3 separate regions of the Mus musculus genome follow, and all the other regions are linked to region 3. Evidence: chromatin contacts called from public capture Hi-C and promoter capture Hi-C data. All regions are on one chromosome and are shown on one strand. Each heading gives the region's core, a stretch centred on a gene start, on an enhancer-like site or on the middle of the called end of the contact. The rest is flanking DNA. Distances are from core to core; before and after follow the strand shown.

Region 1 (4,493 bases), core at 713-3,212, 300 kb before region 3:
AGAGACTCTTCTTGGTTCTTGTTGGGGACTGGGGGTTGGGGGAGGTGGGTATCTTTGGACTCGGGGGAGGGTCCGGGGCCTGGGACAGAACCAGTGATGATGGATGGGACAGGACCCGAAACAGAGGAAGTTAGGAAATTTGGGTGAGGCCCCTAATGACTATGGAACTGACTCATGGGGGCACTCCCAGCTCGAAGGCCTCTTTGAGATCTAGCATCCTGTCAGGCAAGAGGCCAGCTCTGAGACCCCAGGCAATTCGGTGCTGCCAGCTCAGGCTCTAAGACCCCAAGGAAACAATCCAGTTATTGTCTGGCAGCCTGCCCCAACTCCCCAGAGTGAGGAAAAGATACTCCTCGAGCCAGGTGCTTCCCCATAAAGATGCTGTCAAGGACCAAGTGTCTACCAACCTCTGGCTTATCAAGCACCACACTGGACCTTGTTGCCAGGGCTGCCTCCCTGTCCTCTCCCAGAAAGTCTGAACCTATAGGCTTAAGGATCCTGGAAGCTGTGTCATAATGAATATCAAAGTGACAGTTGAAGTAGGGCAAATTTAGGAAGCCCCGAGTGAGATGGAGGACATCTTTTTTTAATTCTCATTTTTTTATTAGGTATTTTCCTCATTTACATTTTCAATGCTATCCCAAAAGTCTCCCATACCCTCCCACCCACCCACCCACCCCCACTTTTTGGCCCTGGCATTCCCCTGTACTGGGACATATGAAGTTTGCAAGTCCGATGGGCCTCTCTTTCCAGTGATGGCCGACTAGGCCATCTTTTGATACATATGCAGCTAGAGTCAAGAGCTCCGGGGGTACTGGTTAGTTGATAATGTTGTTCCACCTATAGGGTTGCAGATCCCTTCAGCTCCTTGGGTACTTTCTCTAGCTGATGGAGGACATCTTAAGTCCCCTTCAGTCCTATATGTGTTCCAAAGGACGGGCTCATGCTAGTTGGGGGTGGATCATGTGCTAGAGATCCCCTAGGAAGGAAAGATGAAGGGGGTGGAGTGGGGAGGCACAGTTTCAACCATCTGTCATCAAGACCCTAGAGACCACAGGGCACCTGGAACAAACAGAAGTGGCAATGGACAGGAGAAACAATGGTCCTGGCCATGCCCAGGGGGCCTTATCTCCAGGGACGCCCAACCCTCTGTGTTCACTAGCAGACAGTTAGGCTCAAACAATTTTCAAAGTATGCTTGTGTGTCACCAACCAGAGGGGAATCCTGCTCCCCAAGTCTTCACTCAGCTTATTGGAGTCTCTGGCACAGCAGGAGTGTCTTTTTGTGGCCCTTGATTGGTGCTTCCGTTATCGGAAAGAGCAGAGGCCCTGAGCGGTGGGCTGGGCTGGAGAAAGGCTGACTGAACACAGGAGAGAAAACTGAATAACGGCTCATAAAGTGTTAAGCTCCTTGATGGCCGCATCCAGATTGGCCGCCTCACTTACAAAAACAGCTCACACCTGATGGATGCACAGATGGCCCTCAACCCCTAATTGCACTCCCCGACCTAGGAAAAGACCAGAATGCTAGGTGAGGCCTGATTTTTTCCCCCAGCCGCTTTTGAGAAATTCGCTGTGTCAGAGAAACTAAAAGACTAAGCAAAACCTCTGAAAACCCAAGCCCGATTATTTCATCCACGTGGCACCAGAACAAGCCAGAGGGGTGTAGGGGGCGGGGGAGTCACCCGTCCCGCCCTTAATGGGAGGAAGGGATTTGCCCGGAGCGCAAACTCTGGACAAGGCCCGGCCGGTGACGGGGCGCGGCGGGAGGGAGGGATCCAGAGAAAGCCAGCCTAGACCACAAAGCGGCTGAGCCCCGTGGTCCCCAATCCCCGCCCCTCTCTGGGCCACTGCGGTCCCTTTAAGGGCCAAGAGGTGCGCGGTCTCTTTAAGGCAGGTCCTGGTGGTTTCTGTTTTCTGAAGGAAGTGACGGGGGGTGGGATTGAATGAAAAGTGCTGAACGGAGTCCGGAGCTCAGGAATCGGGGCGGCTAGGGGACACGCACGGGGGGCGCCGTCCGGGACTCGGGGTGCGTGGCTGTACGCGGCCCACGTGAATTCGCTGCACGTCGTGGGGAACCTCCGGGTTGAGTCTCCCCTCTAGAAGTAGGGGACTGCCGGGAATCCCCGAACCGGACCCCCAACTTCGAGCAAACTTTGTAGGCGCGTCTCCCCTCCCCCACGCGGCGCGCCGGGGGCCCCGGGGATGCGGCCCCCTGGCTGCCGCGACGTCCCCTCGGCGCGCCCCGCGCTGCCGCTGCTGCTGCTGCTGCTGTCGCCGCTGCTGCTTGGGGCGCTGCACGGCGTGGGCGCGGGCAGCGGCGCTCCGGCCGAGCTGCGGGTCCGAGTGAGACTGCCCGACAGCCAGGTGATCGAGGAGAGTCTACAGGCGGACAGCGACGCGGACAGCATCAGCCTTGATCTGCGCAAACCCGACGGCACTCTCATCTCCTTCATCGCGGATTTCAAGAAGGTGAGGTACCATCAAGAGTCCTGTCCCACCCACCACGGAGGGCGGGCAAGCTGTCGGGCGTCCCAGGAACCCTCAAGCCCGCAGAAGAGAAACGCAGTGCCGAAAGGGGAACGTGACATGCCCAAGGTCACCTCTCTAACTCGCTGCCCACTCTCTGGCACCCAGATCCCGGTCTTTATTCTCTTTCGTGAACCCCTCTAGCTTTTTTGTTGCTTGGCTCTGAGTAACCAAGGCCCTTCTCACGCACTGACCGGCTTCAAAGCCCGCTCCCTCCTCAGCACTCCAAGCTGACACTCCGACAAAAGTTCTTGTTAACAAGGCCTCCTTTCTTGCCACTGCCTCTGTGACTAAAGGGGAAATCCACAGGTGGCAAGAGGACCTTGGGCTCTCCCTGTTGTGTTGGTGTGAAGTTAGTTTCCCTTACTCCGCTGTTCTTTGGCAAGGAAGCGGTTTCAAGACCTCCAGCCTGGAGCACCATTCCGGGATCGCTTTCCCTGCAGAGCTGTCTGCCCTTGGTCCCTCCCAAGTCTGGTAGCAGCTCTCCTCTGTAACCTGAAGGGCTGAACTACTTGGGAGCCAGAGGACCTAGGCAGAGTTGGGGGAAGGGAGGAGAGAAAAGGGGAGGTTCCCCTCAGTTGGAAAGGGTGGTCGGTGTCTCCGCCCATGCCTGACAGGGGCTGGTGAAGTCCACAGTTTAGCTGCCCCCCTCCCGTCCCGTCTCTCTCTCTCTCTCTCTCTCTCTCTCTCTCTCTGTCTCTGTCTCTGTCTCTGTCTCTGTGTGGGTGTGGTGGTATGGAGAGAAGAAGAGATGTTAGAGTTATCCAGAAATGGAACTCCAGGGTGCTGAGTGACGGTGACCCAACAACAGAAATCTCTGAAAGAAAAGACAGTGAAATGCCACCCCAGTCATCCCAGGAGCCTAAGACAGGAGGAACACAAGTTCAAGGCTATACAGAGCTACAGAGTGAGACCTTATCTCATGGTTGGGGGGAGGAGAGTCTTCTAATCATCCACTCTCAGCTCTTCCCCCTAAAAGGAGGCATTGCACCCCTCTGTCTTTGGGAGAGGAACAGAAGTGACGAATATCCAGGACTAAATAGCCATCCCTCCTCTTCCCTCCTCTCCTCTCCCCTCCCCTCCATTCCAAAACTGAGAGTTATTTGGAGACCTTGGAGGGAGAGGGGGCAGAATTTGGGCAGCCAGCTAGGGATCCTGTGAGACTGTCATGAGCATCAGAGGTACCAGGGAGATCCAGTGTTGGGTAGAGTAGAGGTGAGCCTGGACTGATGTTCTAGCCCAGGCCCAGGGAGTCATCCTGACCAAGGACTTAGCAGAATGGTAGCCCGTGCTTGCCACACAGGCCCAAACTGGGTTCTTACATGCAAATAGGGCCAATGAGCCAGTGTGTGGAGAAGGGGAAACTGGTCACTCAGCACATCCAGCCAAACTTTAGGGACATTTTATGTATGGTGTTCTGGACAGAGTCAATCAGGAGTGGGTATCTAATCTCCCCTCTAAGCCTCTGACCTAAAAGCCAGTCACAGAATGTGCCGTTAGTGTCCCACCCACCTGCCCAGTAGCCCTGTGTTGTGATCACCCTGGAACCTTAAAAAAAGATTTATCCATCCCTAGGCTCGAAGTCTGATAGCCAAGCTGGGTGGGGCATGAAAGGCTAGGAGTGGAGCAGAGCTTTTCTAGCCTCTGGCTACAAAGGGTTGTGATTGCTCTGCTCTGAAAGGCGACCAGGAAAGAATGCACCAGAGGAAAGCACCAGAGCCTGCGATGGGGTGGTGGCCTGCCATGGAGGTGGGAGACTAGGGATTGGACTGAGTATGGGGAGGGGGACATCTGGTTGCTCAGATGGAGGGGACATTCAGAGTTGATGGCAAGTGCTCTTTTTAATCCCCATAGTGACTCAAACCTTTCTCACCCAGTTTTCCAAAGTCGGGTTTGCAGGTTAGCCTTTGACCCAGAGCTGGCATTTCACATCTACCCCTGGCAGCTCCAATTTCATGGGGGGGG
Region 2 (4,595 bases), core at 1,631-4,130, 260 kb before region 3:
GGAAAATAGGATATGTGGAATGAAGGGACAGGCTGAGAATATCCCAAAAGTGGGACTCCCAGAGCCACATGTACCTCCCAAAGCCCTTACCTGATCTCCAGAAGAAAGGAAAAGAAAGTCCCTTCCTTCTTGCCAGGAGGGGCAAGTGGGTATGACTGGGCCAGGCAGTTTGCCCAGCCCTAAAGACTCACTTAGGCTGTCCCTGCTCCTCCACTTGGCACTTAAACTTTCTGAGGTCTGCTGTGCCCACTATCGTTCCAGGACCTGAGGGCAACAGAAGGAAACATCAAGTCAGTGAAAGAAAAGGGGGTCCGGGTGGGGGAGTGAGCTAAGAAGAGCCCACATAACCCTCCACATAGGCTGCAGAGTTCCAATCATGTCCTGCACCGTGCATGCAGGATGCTCGCTCGGAGTTCAATCCCCAGTACTAAGGGGAAAATAGAGAGGATATAGGTGGGCCTCTCCATTTCCCCAGCACCAGATCAGTTCCAGCTTCAAAAAAAGAGGGCATTTAAATGGTTCACTAGAGCAAAGAGAGTAGTGCTGTGAACACAGAGGAGATTCTGTTCTTGGTGTTTATGGGCTGTGTTGTGTGGCAAGTTAAACTCCCTAAGCCCCAGTGTTCCCATCTGTGAAATAGACACCATGCTACTATTACAGGGGTTGTTTGGTTGTTTGTGTACTGAGTTGTTTGTTCATTTGTTTTTTTTTAAAGATTTATTTATTTATTATATGTAAGTACACTGTAGCTGTCCTCAGATACTCCAAGAGGGCATTAGATTTCATTACGGATGGTTGTGAGCCACCATGTGGTTGCTGGGATTTGAACTCGGGACCTTTGGAAGAGCAGTTGGCACTCTTAGCCACTGAGCCATCTCACCAGCCCCTGTTCATTTGTTTTTTGAGACAGGGTTTCTCTGTATAACCCTGGCTGTCCTGGAACTCACTTTGTAGACCAGGCTGGCCTCGAACTCAGAAATCCACCTGCCTCTGCCTCCCAAGTGCTGGGATTAAAGGCATGTGCCACCACCGCCTGCCTAAATATTTATTTGTTTGTTTGTTTGTTTGTTTGTTTATTATGTGAGTACGCTCTCTTCAGGCACACCAGAAGAGGTTGTCAGATCCCATCACAGATGGTTGTGAGCCACCATGTGGTTGCTGGGTATTGAACTCAGGACCTCTAGAAGAGCAGTCAGTGCTCTTAACCACTGAGCCATCTCTTCAGCCCCTACAGGGTTTATTTAATGTGCATTACATTTTGGAGAATGTCTTAGACTCTATAAGGGGACCCTGTCTCAAAATTGGAACCGACTGGGAATACAGCTTTGGAGTTGCTTAACATGCATAAGCATCTTGATTCTGAACTTACAGCACTTCAGTAATAATAATAACAATAACAATAATAATAATATTAAAGACACCCTTAAAGTTTTTCAGCACCATGCTAAGTCCAGAGCGGAAGCACAGTAAGCTTGGGGTATTATGAATGGAAATCTCAGGAGAAAAGTATACTTTAAAAAAAAGATTTATTTATTTATTATATGTAAGTACACTGTAGCTGTCTTCAGACACTCCAGAAGAGGGAGTCAGATCTCATTACAGATGGTTGTGAGCCACCATGTGCTTGCTGGGATTTGAACTCAGGACCTTTGGAAGAGCAGTCAGTGCTCTTAATTGCTGAGCCATCTCTCCAGCTCCTTCCTTCCTTCCTTCCTTCCTTCCTTCCTTCCTTCCTTCCTTCCTTCCTTCCTTCCTTCCTTCCTTTCTTTCTTTCTTTCTTTCTTTCTTTCTTTCTTTCTTTCTCTTTCTTCCTTTTAAGGCTGAAAAGCCCAAGACCATCCTCGGAAATGACTTGGGCTGGGGCTGGGGGTGGAAGGTTAATGGGGATCGTATCTGGAAAGGAGATGAAAAGGGAAGCTCTGCCCTCCTGTCAGCACACGGCTTTCTGAGCTGGCTGGATGTGTTCCTCTGAGGCACAGAGTCACTCGCTGGCCCCTGAAGAGTGGGAGATTTTTGCCCTTGCAGGCTCCATCTCTGGCAAATTGCAGAGTTTGGATAAGTCACTCCAGTCCCTGAAAAGTGAACTCCATCACAACTGCTGACATTGGCGAATATTCTCCACACCCTTCTCCCTCATAACTTGGGACCAGAGGTGATTGATGGTGGGAACCGGCAGGAAAGGGACAGCCGTGTCTCTCTGGAAAGAGCCCTGGAAAGAGTCAGAAGAAGCTGCTGCAAGTGACAAGGGTAAACCACAGGAAATCAGCCCGGTTTAGTCACCTGCTTAGCTCTCATAGATAGCAGTTATTAACCACAGGCCCCGTTGTATAGATGAGTAAAATGGGGTCAGAGAGGTGAACAGCCTGACCCAAGCCACGGCGGTGGTAAGCGGTTGGAAGGCAAGACCATTCGCAGCAACCCCTTGTCTTCTCCAAACACTCGCAGGTTCTGAGCAGCACTGCTTACTCTTCTGGAGCCCAACTAGGCAGAAGCCTGGGGTTCCCCGAAAGAGCAAAACTGCCCCAGGAGTAGGAGCCGCTGAGGGCGTGATGGGGAAGGACTGCCAGGCGGGGTCTCGACGGACAGGTGTTCCTCAGGGTCGGGACCCGCCCCGGCAGCACCTTGACACCCCTCTCCCGGCCCCCAGTTCCACGTATGCAAATCCCTGTTTTGCATGGGCCCGGGACCAAGCGCGGGGGCCCTGCCAGGGGGCGTGGCCGAGGCCCCCGCCCCGCGCCGCGTGCTCACCTGGGGAGTGTGCTAAGCCTGTCCGCGGAGTCCTGCCGGGGCCGGAGCAGCGGAGTGTGCGACCGAGGTGGCAGCCGCTCCTGTAGGGGCTGCAGCTGCGGCGGCAGAGGGCGGGAGGAGGGAGACCCTGGCTTCCCCGGGGGCCAGGCTGGGGCAGCAGCGAGGGACCTGGGGGGGCGCAGGCTTTGGCCCCGCCTGGGGCAGGATGGTGAATCTGGAGCCCATGCACACAGGTAAGGGGAAGAGGGAGTGAGCTCCGACAGGTGTCACTGCGCGTGGGAAGGGACCAAGGACAGGGACACCATTGCACCACGCGAGGGGCTGGGGGGTGGGGGTGGCGTTAACTCCTCGGCGGCCAGGAGAGGGCGATGCGGATAGCGGGTCCTTCCGGGCTGGCGTGGATAGGTAGGTATGGGGAGAGGGGTTAAAAGGAGCAACTTTGAAATATGAAATCTTGGAGAACAATGGAGAGAGGCATGAAGTTCCTGAAGCCCCAGATCTGGGGAGTTAGTGCGTGGGACTTGGGTGTGCTGAAGCACTGGAGTCCCAGGAGGTTGCAGGAGTTGGGTGGTTCAATCACTCAGCTAGGGTGTGGACCTGGGAGTGCATACGTGTATCCACATGCTGCGTGTTTGGTGTCCGGGCACCTGTGTGAAATGCAGGCAAAGTGGGCATGGGGGGTGCCTAGGGGAAGTGGGTAGGGTGGAGCAAATCCAAAGGCGCACCTGGGGCAGATGCCATGCCACGGGATCGTTCATTGATTAGGGCTTGTGCAAGCATGTGTTTGTGTGTATGTGTGTCATGAGTGTCTGTCTGTCCCCCTTGTGTGTTGGGAGGATGGGTGGAGTAAGCGCCAAAGAACCTGATGAGACTTGGACCACACGTGTTCCGGTTGTGTTGGAGGTGTGTCCACTCATTATCCATTGGTCATCTATGTTATGGGCTCAATGCATAATGGGTCTATATGCCAGAGGGGATGGCAACAGGCACATCTGAGTCCGATATCCTTTGACCTCCTTTCCTGAGGAAACCAGGAGATGAAATAGCCCGGAGTCAGTTACCCTGTAGCTTACAAATGGGAGGTGGGCGTGGAGAGACCCAGCCCTGTCAATCACTTTGATCCTCTGTGCATTGCTGGGCTAAGGATGCTACTAAGCTAGAAAGTTAGACTTGCTGATGGGTTGAGGTGGGGGAAAGGGCTGATCTTCTCATTGGCTGCCTGAGGTGTTGGGCAAGTAACAGAATCAAAATGCAAAAAGCTGTACCTAATTTGACCACTCACAGCCTAGTACCTTACCTCTTGCACACAGTGCAAGGGCCTAGTAATTTTTCCTTAGGACTTGAGGGTTGCTGTAGAAATTGTATGGATTGCTCTAGAAGAACAGGATGGGAGGAAAGGAGGAAAAGGAGAAAAGGGGAAGGGGGGAGAAAGTAGATCTTCTGACCCACCTCCAAGAAGCAGAACAGGCTAGATCTTCCTGTCTCCCATCACTCCTGGAAGCAGACATTAGTTGGGGTCCAGGAGGGCCCTGATGCCTGGTTTCACTAATGCTGTTTCCCAGCAGGGATGAGTACAAGTGGAGAGATGTTGGCACTCAGTGGCTGGTGCCCCAGGATTTGCCAGGAAGGACTAGGTGAGGTTGAAGGAACCATCCAACTGGGTGTACTCCAGTGTCTGAGGAGAGTCTTCAGACCCAAAGCAATACGTGGACTGGGAAGTTCCTGGGGACAGGTCCTCTGGGCAGGCATTTCACCCCCCCATTTCCTATCAGGAAAGCCAGGCTTCGAATGGAGCTCTGTCCAAAGGTAACTCAATAGAAAGTAGGGAGTTCTCTAGAACCAAAATC
Region 3 (4,134 bases), core at 257-2,756:
CTGAAGAAATGGAATCCTATCCAATATGGAAACCTTTGACCTGTGCTGAGGCAGGTTGGATTCAACTTAACCTCATGGATTGGTTTTATTAGGTCAGTAGAAAGTCAGGTAGCTTGTGTTCCTGACATCCGTCTGACAGTTGATTGAGGAAAGACCGAAGGGACTGGAGCTATCCAGAGTGGCCGGTCCTGTGCCAACAGAGCACTCATAAAGTCCAGTCTGGGAGAGGAGGTGGGAGAGAGAACAGGCTCTTACAACCACAATCGCCACCCCCCCCAGCCCCCCAAGCAGGTAACTCAGCTCTGCTGCCCTCCCGGCATGATATAGGGAGTGTCAACAAATATCCTGTAGTCCGTGTATATTGTCCTCCCAGGCCCTAGAACCAACCAAGAATGCCTAGAACAGCCCCTTCGTGGAGACTTTAGGGTAAGCAGGTGGTTAGGTGTGAAGGAAGAGTGGGAGACGATTGGGAGGCTGGCTTAGATGCTTTCCGGGTTTGTCTACGGCTAAGACTCTGGGTTTGAAATGAGGAACTAATCGGTTTGAGGAAGTCACTTGACCCCCTGAGGCCTCCTGCTCCTCTGCCCTCTCCTTTTCTAGCCCCCCACCCACCCACCCCAAGGCTGCTATGATGTGGCCAAATGATCCCTCAAACCAAGTAGCTTGGTTCTCTCTTGGTCCAGCCCCCAGCTCCTGGTGAAGGCTAGGTCTTTCACCTTTCCTAGGCCGAGGTTTCCTTATGTGTAGCATAAAGTGACAACTTCTCCCAGGAGGTCTGTGTGCACAAACCAGTAGACTTCCAAACGTGAGCTGTGGTTCTTCGGCCTCCTGAAACATTGTGGTCTATCTGGCCTTGCTAAAGCAAAGCTTCACCCAGCTCCGCGCCACCACCGAGGAGGCCGCAGTCTCTACGCCTCGTCCCCTAGGTCTGGCCCCTAAAACGCCACCAGGAGTCGCCCTTCGCCCACCGAAGCAGGCCAAGCTAATAACTCCTGCGGACCAGGGCGGGCTGCCCCTTGGCGCTGGATGGTGAAGTGTACCCCAGCTCCTCACTTGGGGGTCAGTCCTCTGCAGCGCCCACCCGGAGCCCCCCCATCCCCGGCCCGCCGTCTCCCGATCGTCCGGATCAGGGAAGCTGCAAGTTTGGCTCTGTCTGTTCCGGCCTCCCCGCCTCGCCGCTCGGCTACCTAGGTCCGGGTCCCCAGCTAAAGACCCCGCCGGCGAGCGGAGACTCCGGCGGCCGCGGCCCGGAAGGGACGCCCCCTCCCCGGCCGGCCGCGTGCGGGACCGCCGCAGTTCCCTCACTGCCCGCCGGGCGGCGCCTCAGCGCCTTTCCGCGCGCCTCCCGCGCTGCCCGCTCCCGGCTCGCTCGCAGCCGGACACAGACTCTGCCTTCGGCTGCTGGCGGATCGAGCTGGAGCCGCCGCCGCCGCCGCTGCGGAAGAAAAAAAAAAAAAGAAAAAAAAAAAAAAAAGGGAAAACAACAGCCGGGCCGCCGGCCGAGCAACGTCGGGTCCCCAGCTTGGCGCCCGGAGTGCGGAGCCGCCCAGGTAAGGGCAGCAGCCCCCGCGCCGCCCCCGACCGGCGCCCTACGCTGTCTCCCCGCGCCCCCCGGGGCTGCGCCGCACCCCGACTTCTGACGTCTCCGCCGCTAGCTCCCTCCGGGCCGCGGCCCGCACCCTGCCTGGCCCCGCTCCCGCCTCCAGCTGCCCAGTCCCCTGCACTCTGATGCCTGCGACCCCGGATTCTCCGCTGAGCCCCCGCCACCTTGCCCCGTACTTCCCCTAGTCTCCATCCCTGCCTGCTTCCCCCTGCGCCTCCTCTCCTCCGCTCCGATCCTCCTTCTGTGATCCTCCCTCTTCCCAGTCCAACTCCCAGCCCAGCCTCTGCCCCCTGCAGGGATGACGGCCCCTTCCCGACACTGGCGATTCTACCCCGCCTCGTCACCCTCGGCTTCTCCTACGGGCCGCTCTTGCCCGCCACAGTCTTCCATCAGACCAGCCCGGCTTCTGAGCCCCCTTCTCCCTTCCCTCTTTGCCATCTGTCTTGACCACCCCTGCTCGGGCCCTGGACTCCGGCCACCACCACACCCCCAACCCTGCACGCCGTCTTGCTTTGGGCCAAGCCAGCGTCCTATCAGAAATGACCCTCCTTCTTGCGACTAATGGGCCTCTTAGCCATCCCACCCTAGTTCACCCGAGTGGGAAGTAAGGGAAAAACTCTGGAGACCTGCATTGGGCGCTGGAGGGGGAAGGGGATCAGTGGAGGGGGAGGGGAGCTAAGGAGATGTTCTTTAGTGAGGACCGGGCAGAGCCGGAGTGGTTCCGACCCAGCTTGGGGTGGAAGGCGCCCTGGTGACGGCTGGGACAGGGGGTTTGTCCAAGGCGCCAAGAGCACCTGTGCCTCCCTCCCTGGGCTCCCTGGAGCTGAGGAAAGTGAGGGAGGAGGTGGAGCCTGGGGAGAGTTGGCCCAGGGCTTTGGGGTTGGGGGAGGCGCGACCAAAGGGATAGACAAGGCACGCGGGCCAGGTTGCCTGGCTGTAGCCAGGCTATGCAGGCTGAGCTGGTCCCCTCTTGGACCTTGGGCTGTGTGGTTCTTGGCATCTGTACTTGATGCTGCCATCTTCCTCTTGGTGCTGTTGTCTGGTGATGCCACGCGGTGCCACCTCCCTGCCTCCCTCCAGTGGCTCTTCTGGGCATGTCTCCCAGGGGCCTGGGCTGTCTGGAAAGAGGAGGGGAACTCTGGCTGGGCCTGGCCACTGTGCCTGACAAGTAGGTATCTCTTGAGACCAGGGCAGGAGGGCTGAGGGTTGGCCAAGAGGATCTGAGCCCTGCCAGGGACAAAGAGAACTATCTTCTTTTTGGCTCCAGTGGGTCGTCTGGTGGTAGTGTCCCTTTTGGGAGCACCTGGAAAAGCTAGCCTTGTAGTCCCTGGGTCAGAGCTGCAGGGGTGTGGCTTGAGAGGGAGCAATCCTGTCTTGCTTTGATCCTGGAGTGTCCTAGTGGTGGCAAGGGGCTGGAGAGGTCGGCTGAGTTCCAGCTCTGCCAGGGAAGGAAGCCCCTGGAATTCCGCCGGGCCTCTTCAGGCTGGCTTTCTTTGCGGAGGCCGTGGCTCATGCTTCATCGTTAATCAGGTTTATTATTTTCCTCACTGGCTGGATGTATTCCTCAAGGTCGTGACCCTTTAGAGAGTTAATCTAATATGCACACGTTACAGTGTCTGGGTTTGTTTAATTTTCCAGATTATGTTCATTTCTTGTGGCCTGGGCTTGCCCACCAGCCTTGCGTCAGTCTCCAGCGCCACCCTCTGTTTTCCTGGACCTGCCACTTGAGACCTGAAGGCAGGGTTGGTTCTAGCAGTGGGGGACAGAGTGGGTTTGATGGACGGGGGGAGTTGGGCTTTCATGTTTTCCCTTTCTCCAATAGACATCTCAATCTTGACGGAAGCTTTCTCAGCTCTGAAAGTTTGTTCTAAAGCCTTCCAGTCTGGGCTCCCTTAGAATGCAGAGAGAACTTTTGCATGACAGAGGGAAGTGCATTTTTTCTGGAGGAGCTGCAGCTGCTCTCTAGAGACTTCAGTTCCCAGAGATAGGAAGAGGGTAAGCAGGCCTGGGTGAGCCAGAAAGCCCAGTGCCCAACAGGAAGCCAGAGTCACTGACGAGGAGGGTAGCTGTGCTGTGCTTTGTGCCTGGAAGAGGCGTGTTGGTCCTACCACAGAGTACTTGTCCCTTCTGAGTGACAGCCTTCTGCAGGCCTCTGGATGCTGCACAGCCGGCCCACTTCATCCTCAGTAGCCTTTGCTGTGTCTGCCAGCAGCCAAATTGGTTGGCCCACAGGAACTGAAGCTCAGAGAACTATACTTGCCCCAGCAGACTCTGGTTCGTAGTCCAGTGCTCTTGCTCTGGGCTGCCCGGAAAGCCCCTCCCAGCTTATGCTTCCCGTTCACCCTTTTATTAATGGAATCTCCCAGCATCAGTGTAGATGACCACTTTGGTCTCCAGAGCGGGTCCCTATCTCAGACACCCTCCTCATCCGTGGGCTACAGGATACAGAACACAGGCTTTTGCTTAGCACTGATGGCCCTCTGTATGTGGGTCCCGGCATCATGTCACATCACGGCCTCAGGAGTGAACTG

The links. Promoter capture Hi-C pulls out the DNA fragments that hold promoters and counts their contacts. Capture Hi-C pulls out chosen DNA fragments and counts their contacts.
Region 1: a capture Hi-C map of embryonic stem cells shows a contact between it and region 3, with 3 times the contacts expected there. The contact joins the promoter of Oaf here to the promoter of Grik4 in region 3. A contact is called at or near these places in 2 of 484 Hi-C or Micro-C datasets (the HL-1 cell line and embryonic stem cells), 2 of 115 datasets of contacts at active chromatin or transcription factors (embryonic stem cells and pancreatic cancer cells) and 3 of 9 other capture datasets (adipose tissue, embryonic stem cells and liver).
Region 2: a contact with region 3 is called in a promoter capture Hi-C map of fetal liver, with 4 times the contacts expected there. The contact joins the promoter of Pou2f3 here to the promoter of Grik4 in region 3. A contact is called at or near these places in 19 of 39 promoter capture datasets (the 3T3-L1 cell line, 3T3-L1-derived adipocytes, the C10 cell line and 11 more), 1 of 15 datasets of contacts at CTCF or cohesin (embryonic stem cells), 19 of 484 Hi-C or Micro-C datasets (the G1E-ER4 cell line, the HL-1 cell line, the N1E-115 cell line and 3 more), 7 of 115 datasets of contacts at active chromatin or transcription factors (embryonic stem cells, pancreatic cancer cells and stem cell-derived neural progenitor cells) and 3 of 9 other capture datasets (adipose tissue, embryonic stem cells and liver).

Annotation. Positions count from the first base shown.
Region 1 is chr9:43,237,285-43,241,777 of GRCm38.p6, reverse strand. It overlaps Oaf (out at first homolog), which reads left to right and starts at 1,962. Exons shown (of 4, transcript NM_178644.3): 1 at 1,962-2,471. The coding sequence starts at 2,205.
Region 2 is chr9:43,204,040-43,208,634 of GRCm38.p6, reverse strand. It overlaps Pou2f3 (POU domain, class 2, transcription factor 3), which reads left to right and starts at 2,880. Exons shown (of 13, transcript NM_011139.2): 1 at 2,880-2,981. The coding sequence starts at 2,954.
Region 3 is chr9:42,941,743-42,945,876 of GRCm38.p6, reverse strand. It overlaps Grik4 (glutamate receptor, ionotropic, kainate 4), which reads left to right and starts at 1,506. Exons shown (of 21, transcript NM_175481.5): 1 at 1,506-1,550.